Regions from separate parts of the Anas platyrhynchos genome. Here region 1 is linked to region 2. Evidence: chromatin contacts called from public Hi-C data. All regions are on one chromosome and are shown on one strand. The core of a region is the stretch at or near the end of the contact, and the rest is flanking DNA. Distances in the headings are between cores, read along the strand shown. Region 1 has its middle 140 kb from the start of RUNX1. Region 2 overlaps RUNX1 (RUNX family transcription factor 1).

What was found. A called contact is a pair of places that touch in the nucleus more often than the background predicts.
Region 1: a Hi-C map of small yellow follicle shows a contact between it and region 2, with 2.6 times the contacts expected there. The contact joins two enhancer-like sites. A contact is called at or near these places in 2 of 8 Hi-C or Micro-C datasets (small yellow follicle and subcutaneous adipose tissue).

What each region holds. Positions count from the first base shown.
Region 1 is chr1:111,772,393-111,776,074 of IASCAAS_PekinDuck_T2T, reverse strand. No RefSeq gene overlaps it. Among named protein-coding and RNA genes, the nearest start is that of RUNX1, 140 kb to the right of the region's middle. Within about 2 kb of position 1,369, at least 6 of the 8 cell types and tissues checked have an H3K27ac peak or open chromatin away from gene starts, as enhancers often do. A contact at or near this core is called in small yellow follicle, where this site is marked.
Region 2 is chr1:111,597,558-111,601,215 of IASCAAS_PekinDuck_T2T, reverse strand. All of the region lies in intron 2 of RUNX1 (RUNX family transcription factor 1), which reads left to right. Among named protein-coding and RNA genes, the nearest start is that of RUNX1, 33 kb to the left of the region's middle. Within about 2 kb of position 1,280, at least 4 of the 8 cell types and tissues checked have an H3K27ac peak or open chromatin away from gene starts, as enhancers often do. A contact at or near this core is called in small yellow follicle, where this site is marked.

The DNA of each region.
Region 1 (3,682 bases), core at 120-2,619, 170 kb before region 2:
TCCCCCTTTAATGGCAACCTACACTGAGGAGTGCCCTGGGGGCAAAAAGAAACATGTACGGGAATTTGCAATGGCACAGCAGAGTCACAAAACACATACCCTGACCTGCCCAAATCATCTGAAGTGACTCCTATCATGCAGTCATGCAAGGTCCAACAGACTCTGACTAATGATGCTGTCAGCTGATCCTTGAGACGTTACTCTAGCTGTCTGTCCCGTGCATGGCTGGCATCCTCTGCAGGGCACGGTGTGGTTGCTCAGTCGTGCTGCCAGCAATGTGATCCTCTGCCATTAAGGTTACCTAAGCATCTCAAAAGCTGGGGAAGCAGCAGAGGCAGAAGGCAGAGGTGCAGCTGGGGGGCAGAAGGGGACCATTGTGGGATGGTCACCAGCAGACACTCCTCTCACAGTCCAAGGCAGAACCTGCCAAAGGTGTCAACTTCACTTTTTTTCTTCTCTTAACAGGATAGCTAAAAAGCCCTTTCTTCAGTGATATCACACTGTAGTTCGTGATGTCACCTTCTGTCACCAGGGACTGCTGATGGCATCAGAAGGAATGGTTCCAGGAGTAAGCAGAGTGTCAAACTGGTCAGTCTGTGTTAGAAGAAACCACTTGTGTTTTTACAGCTGTCTGGAGTACTACATTCTCACAAACCAAACTGAAACCAAAACCAAAACCTGAACCAAAAATGTTACTCTGAGGTTATTTTTGAGACTATTTCTGTTTTATCTCAAGGTGACAAGAAAGATCACTGCTGAGAGACACGTTCAAGAAGATACATATTGTACATGGCAACTTAACAGAAATTGTGATGTACGAAGCTGCAGAAAAAAAAATAAAAATAAAAAAATATTCCCTGTTCAGGTAGAAGGTGGTTCTTTATTAATAGCCTATATCTATATGTAGATAGACAGACAGACAAATATTTTATTTATTTATTTATTTATTTATTGTGGGACATTTCCAGAATACCTATTCAGTAGGAAGTTAATGAAGTCTGAAAGAAAGTTTTAAGTGGCGTCTTTGCTTAGGAAGTCACTTTTCGCAGGAAAAATTACTTGTGTTTCTCTGTATTTATGTTGGTGCTTACATACCCTGCCATTGTAGCAGGATTGGGTTGTGCAACTTGCTGCTGCTGGTTGTCATGGAGAACATTGCACAAAGCCAGACAGTGAAGAGATAAGAGCAGAGGTTTTCAGTGATATTTTGGTTCATTTTGGAATGCTGTATTTAAGTTTAGGGAGCAAAATTATGGGAAAAGCAAAACAAATTATTACTGGCAGTGCTCTTTTTTAACTTCAGAAGACAGAGGAATGGGGGAGTGACTGCAGACTGTAAACAAGCCATCCTATCTGCAGCCATGACTAGCGTGAGCGGCATTCTTTAGGAGCTCAACCTTGAATGGTCCTCAGGGATCAGGTTTCTGGCATATTGCACTCCTGATGGTACGAGAAAATCAAGTTCAGAAATGTTGCATTAGCAGCATGTCTCGGTGTCGACATCTTCGCTTTAATCCACTCCCCTGGGGGTCATGATGTACCTTCTAGCTGGTTATTGCCAAACGTGTATTTATATACTATCTGTAGAACAGATATATAGAACTTGTTTAAAATCAGAGGGCAAATTTTGACTTTAATTCTGAGCTCCTCTGCTCCTCCGTAAGGTGCTGGTTTGCCCTAAGGGCAGTGTCCCTGAGGTTATTTCCATGCACGGTGCAATAGAAGCAGCAGGTATGCCCAGGTGCCAGGTGCTGGACCAGGAGCACTGAGCCCACGCCTCTCCTCTGGGATGCATGTACATCTCAGCCATGAGGGCAGGCATGCTGGATATCTCTGGATGTCTTCCTTGGGAGCACTGGATGCATGAATATAAAGAGAGACAGAAAAAATGAGAGGAAAAACTTGCTGGAGAAAGCACAGTTTGATGCTAACACTGGAACATGCCACTCTGTCCTCCCATTCTTGTTTGTTTGTGCCACAAAACAAGGAGCCTTCTAATGAGGACAGGGGCTGAAATCTGAAGATGGGAGACCAAAGTTTCCCAGCAATTTGAAGGCATGCTTTCCTGCACATCAGGCTTGGGGAGGAGGGCAGAAAACCTTCTAGAGCAAGAAAATTCTTTAACAAAAAGTGCATATATTTCATATGAATCATCTCTTTGACTCAGCTGAGACAAAACAGAGGTATTTATTTTCCAGACTGGTATCTTTAAAACTGTCTACAGTTTGGGGTATTGATTCTGACTTCAGGAAGTTTTTTCTGTTCCTTCTATCACCATGAGACAGGATTAAATTACAATTGATTTTATTATGGATTAAATATGTTTTTTTTCTGGATTAATTTCTAATGAAAGTACAACTGCTTTGAAAATTTACCCTACCACCAAGCCCAACATCTATAAATTAGAATTAATGGCTTGTTGAATATAATCCACCAGTTTGTTTCTCTGCTTTCTGTGATCCATTCCCACCTCTGCCTTTGCAGTTTTCAAAAATAGCAGTGGGTTGTTTTTTTTAAGTGCCTGAGAGTTTTGGAAACCCTAATCCGAAGGGGAATTGGACGGCTACCTCCCTCTGACAGCTTTGCAAACCTCAGCTAGGGCGTTTTCACCCTTTCCCGCTCGCTCATCCCCTCCTCTCCTGACAGCCCTATTTTTAACACAGGGAGGTCAGCTCGGATGCTGACGGATGTTCGAGTGCTGCAGACTTCTGGCCCGTTCACATCCCTCCTGCTGCTGGCACAGCCCGCACCCGGCCAACAGCCCCCCTGTCCCTGACCCCGATGAACTGTGGTGGGGTTGGGACCTGCTGGCCCCGGGCGCCAGCCCGCAGATGCCAGACACCGTGCAGATGGCATCGGCAGTATTTTGGAAGTGCCGCTGGGATTTTTCAGGCTGGCAGTTTGGACCCAGCAACATGTGGTGTAATGCAAGAGCCTGTGAGCGCCTGCCCCCAAAAATGTGCTGCCTGGCAGCGACCTCCCTGTGGGATGCTGGGCCAGCTGACTTGAGCCCATGTGTGCTTTGTGCACGTGAGCTTCCCCTTTGGTGAGGATCAGGTTTTCCTTTGGGCTCTGGAAAAGGGGACTATATTATTTTAATATTATTCCCAAAATAAAGTGTTGTAGGTTACTTCCCCTGTCATTTTCACTAAGGCGTGTGTTTTGCTTGGCTCCTGACAGGGCTGGCTGCTTGCCCCAGCCCCACACACCTACGTGCAGAGCCTGAGCAGGGCAGGATGCTCTGTGTCACCTCCCCTGTGCTGGGAGCCACCTCCAGGTCAAAGCTCTGCCTGCAAAGCCCTTAACATTTAACTGCCATAGGTATCAAACAAGGATTTCCATGTAAGAAAAGTCACACAGGTGTCTCAGAGGATGCAGATTTTTTCATTCTCTCCTAAAAATTCTTGACTTGTGTGTCTCCAGGTAGCTGGTAGATAAGGTTCATTTTGTGTGATGAGTTGGCCAATACCTTCTTCTTGCAAAGCACCTGAAACACAGTGTGGGAAACAAAGATTCAAATGGTATCAAAACTGAGCCACTGAGTCTCACAGGTCTCTCCTTGGCCCCCCGAAGGGGAAAATTTTATCTTGGCCCATGAAAATCACGCCTAGTCTCCAATCACAGCTCCCCAGAAGGAATGAAGGATGTAGGATGAGCTTTTTTTTTGCAGCTACCATCACAA
Region 2 (3,658 bases), core at 31-2,530:
CCTGAAGTTCAGCATCCACCAGTTCCCCCCTGAGTTGGCTGTAAGGCTTTGGGTGCAGATAATGGCAGATCTGTGACCCTGTCACTTACAAGAAAAGTTTTCATGTATATTCCTAGTGTTGGTGATGTCATGCAGCAGCACTTTTTCACAAGGGTGTTTTTTTTCTTCTTTTTTTCAAGAAAAAGAAACGGATGAGTCATTTCTTACAGGCAGCTTTTTCCCTTCTTGTTCACTCATCATCAAAGTGCAAATCATGGCTTAACTATGTGCAATTGCAAATTGGTTTGGCATAGTTGTGTCTAGATCTACTGAGTTTCCCACTTGTGGGAGTCTCCCATTACTCTTTCTCCTCTCTGACTCACTTGCATGTGTACCAGTGATTTCACTACCAGCTGTCTCACTGCTCCAAAAGGTCTAAAATGGGATCTATGTATATATTCCCTGAATTAGATATAGATCTCTGCCATTTTGGCATTGTGCATATAACCTAGGATACACCTCAGCCCATTGACATTTCACTCTTTTTAATATTAAACTTGGGTGCACTGACTGCTTTTGCAGACTGGAAAAATAATTAGGACACATTTCCACACACTTCCAAAGAAGTGTGTGGAGCATTAGCCATGCAGTTCCCATTGACTCTAATGGAAGGTTCATATCTAAAGCCTTGTGCAATTGCTTTGGAAGTTTTAGGGGAATTTATTACATTGCCTACTGGTTGAGAAGTTATGTTATTGGTTTAGTGGTAGCTGTAATCACTGTAATGAAGTTAAGCCATAGGAGAAGAAGGTCAGAAACCAAATGTCCTCTAGTCATTACACTAACACTGTTAGATCAGTTTGTACAGCTGCTGAAACAAACAAACAAAAACAACAATAACAAAAATCCCTTGCATGTATGATAGGGTAATAACTATTTCAGATTTAGGTCAGTCCTGCATGTCTGGAAGTTGTGCTCCAGATCAGCATGCCAGAAGATTGCAAGTTCCAAAAATGCACAGGGAAAGGTGACTGTTGATCAGAGACACTTATAAAAAAAAAAAACACGAGATGTATGGGGATGAGGCTCATCTCACCTAACTATCTACAAGTCAGGCATCCAGCTCAAGTTAGTCTGTTCTCTCTTCTCTAGTTCATGGGGGCAGAGGAGGGGAGAGAGGCACCTCCATATAGGGTTTGTTCCCAGCACAAGATAAGTCTCTAAGATAAGTAGGTTGAATCACCCTCTGGCAGTGCCTTTGTAACCTCCAGTGACTATAAAGGGAGCATAGTTTAGACTGGCTTAGACAAGACAAAGCTAAAATTAGGTGAGATGAATCCCACCCTAAGCTTTGCACCCAGACAAATTGCTCTACAACAGCATGGCAGGGGAATCTGAGACTGTAGGTTGGGAGTGCTGACTGTTTAGTTTCCATACACTGCTGTCCCTGGGCTACCATCTTGCTCTCGGAGTTTTGCCCTACCCCATAGAGGTCATGAGAGTCCACTGACTTTCCTAAATTTGATTCAAGTCTATGATGCTCTTCGGTAAGTTATATAGGTAATTGTTCTTTCTGCTGCGAAAGCTGTGATATGCTACAAAATGGGATTTAAATAGGATGATCACAAGGATTTTTACCAGCGTTTTCCCCTGGCTTTTAAAAAAAGGAAAAGTTTGGCAAAGACACAATACCCTTGAAGATTGGTCCACCTTCTTTCTCTCTCATCTTATCTGCCTCTTCTACCCTGCAGGCAAAATGCATGGGATTCCAGAGGCTGACAGTTCCTCCTTAGTTCTAGGAAAGTAGTTAATTATCTAAATCACTCCATAATTGACTCACTTCCACTACTACTTCAGAAAGAAGCCATAGCAAGGAGGTAGAATTGGAGTACTAAGATCCAAGGAGCATAACTAGGCAGTGAAAACTTGCCAGTTCCTATCAATGTTCTTCCAGGAAAGCTATCTCTGTCCACTGCTTGGCTTTTCGACTTTTGTCCCCTCATTACTGGCAACTATCTTTTGGATTTATGCCTTTTGAAGTGCAGAATTGCTGTCAGTATGCAACTTTGGTTGCGCTTTGGACAGTGTGTTTTTAAAAACAAGAAAGTGATGCTGGAAATGTGTCTCTTTCAGTGCCAGCACTCCTAGAAAGCATCTTGTCTGGGTACTTTATTCCTCTGCTTCCACAGAGCTGCTGCCATCCACAGGAGCATCACTAGTAAATGATGAGTGAGCTGTCAGCATTTTTGTCATCTGTGTTTCACAAAATGCTTATCTGACATGAAAATAATTCTCGAGCCTCCAGAACTGGTCTGTAGCTTCTGTGATGCAGGGATTTCACGTGAGCTCCCCAGAACTTCCCATGTGGGCAGAGCCGGATCTGCCAGCATAACAGTCTGTGTCTTTGGGTTTGGCACCTCCGCTTGAAACTCTAGCAAAAGCTCCCCATCCAGAGTTGTGCAAACAGCAACAAAAATAGGAAGATCAACTTAGTAATGTCAGCTTAGTGCAGTAGGCTCATTCGCACAGTTAGAAAACCATTTCTCTGCACTTCCTATTATTGAAATGTTGCAGAACAAAAGTTTTATTGCATGATGGAAATGGTAAGATTTTTTTTTTAGATCAAAGGAAGTTTAAAACTATCTATAAGATGTCAGCATTTCTAGCAATGAAGTATATAAACAACAAATCAAAAAGTAATTTTACCTGAATCATCATAAACACAGTGTTACCACTTTCAATATGCTACTTTTAGGAAACCCTAGAAAGAAGGAATGGATTTACTATCAATTGATCAATGTACTGTAAAAATGCCTAGTCAGTTAGGAATATCTATGTAATTACCTGTGGTGGACTGCAGCAATAACCACACCACTCTGGAAACTCTGTATTTTCACCACACAATTTTTTAAACAGTTCCCATAGTTGACTGGTGGCCATTCTTTTCATTTTGACATTATAATAGGAAGACATATAGCTCAAACTCACATTTCTTTAGATGTCCTCATTGAGATTATTGCAGTAGCCATTTGAGGAATCAGCCATTTTTTACAAAGTACAGTCTGAAATTACCATGTTTACTCCAGTAATGTAAGTATGAGCTATCTCCTAGGTATCTAGCTGTCTAGTTGTTTTATTTTCTTATCCTGTAGTAGCTTTAGCCCTTTTTCCCCCATGCCAATCCTATTTGCAAAGGAGATACCAGCTGTGTAACTAAGGAATGAGTTTACACTGCATGTTGAAAGTGAAACAAGCTGCCTTGTCCTGATGTCCATTGAGAGTATCCAGAAGAAGAAATTAGTCTGAAACAACTTGTGTACTCTAAGTTCACATTCTGATTTCACTGAAGTTCTTGTACAAAGTCTGAGACATGTTTAAAGAAAGCCAGCGGTTGAGGCTTATGAAGATAATCGCTGAGTTATCTGAAAACTTTTGGTGCTTTCCATTTACCCTTGCATTTTGCGATATGATCTCATAAACCAGACTCAAAATGCACTTCCATTAGCACAGGCTCATTAGCAGGGTGACTACAGTGTATATATATCAATAGCCTTCTGGCTACCAGGGAGACCGACCAACCAGTTGTGCCTGTCCATAGAAAACAGAAGAGTTTTTGTGGCCAGCTATTTCTTTTGAAGGAAAGAAAGAAGTCTGAGTCATCTGGATTTCCTTGATCAGT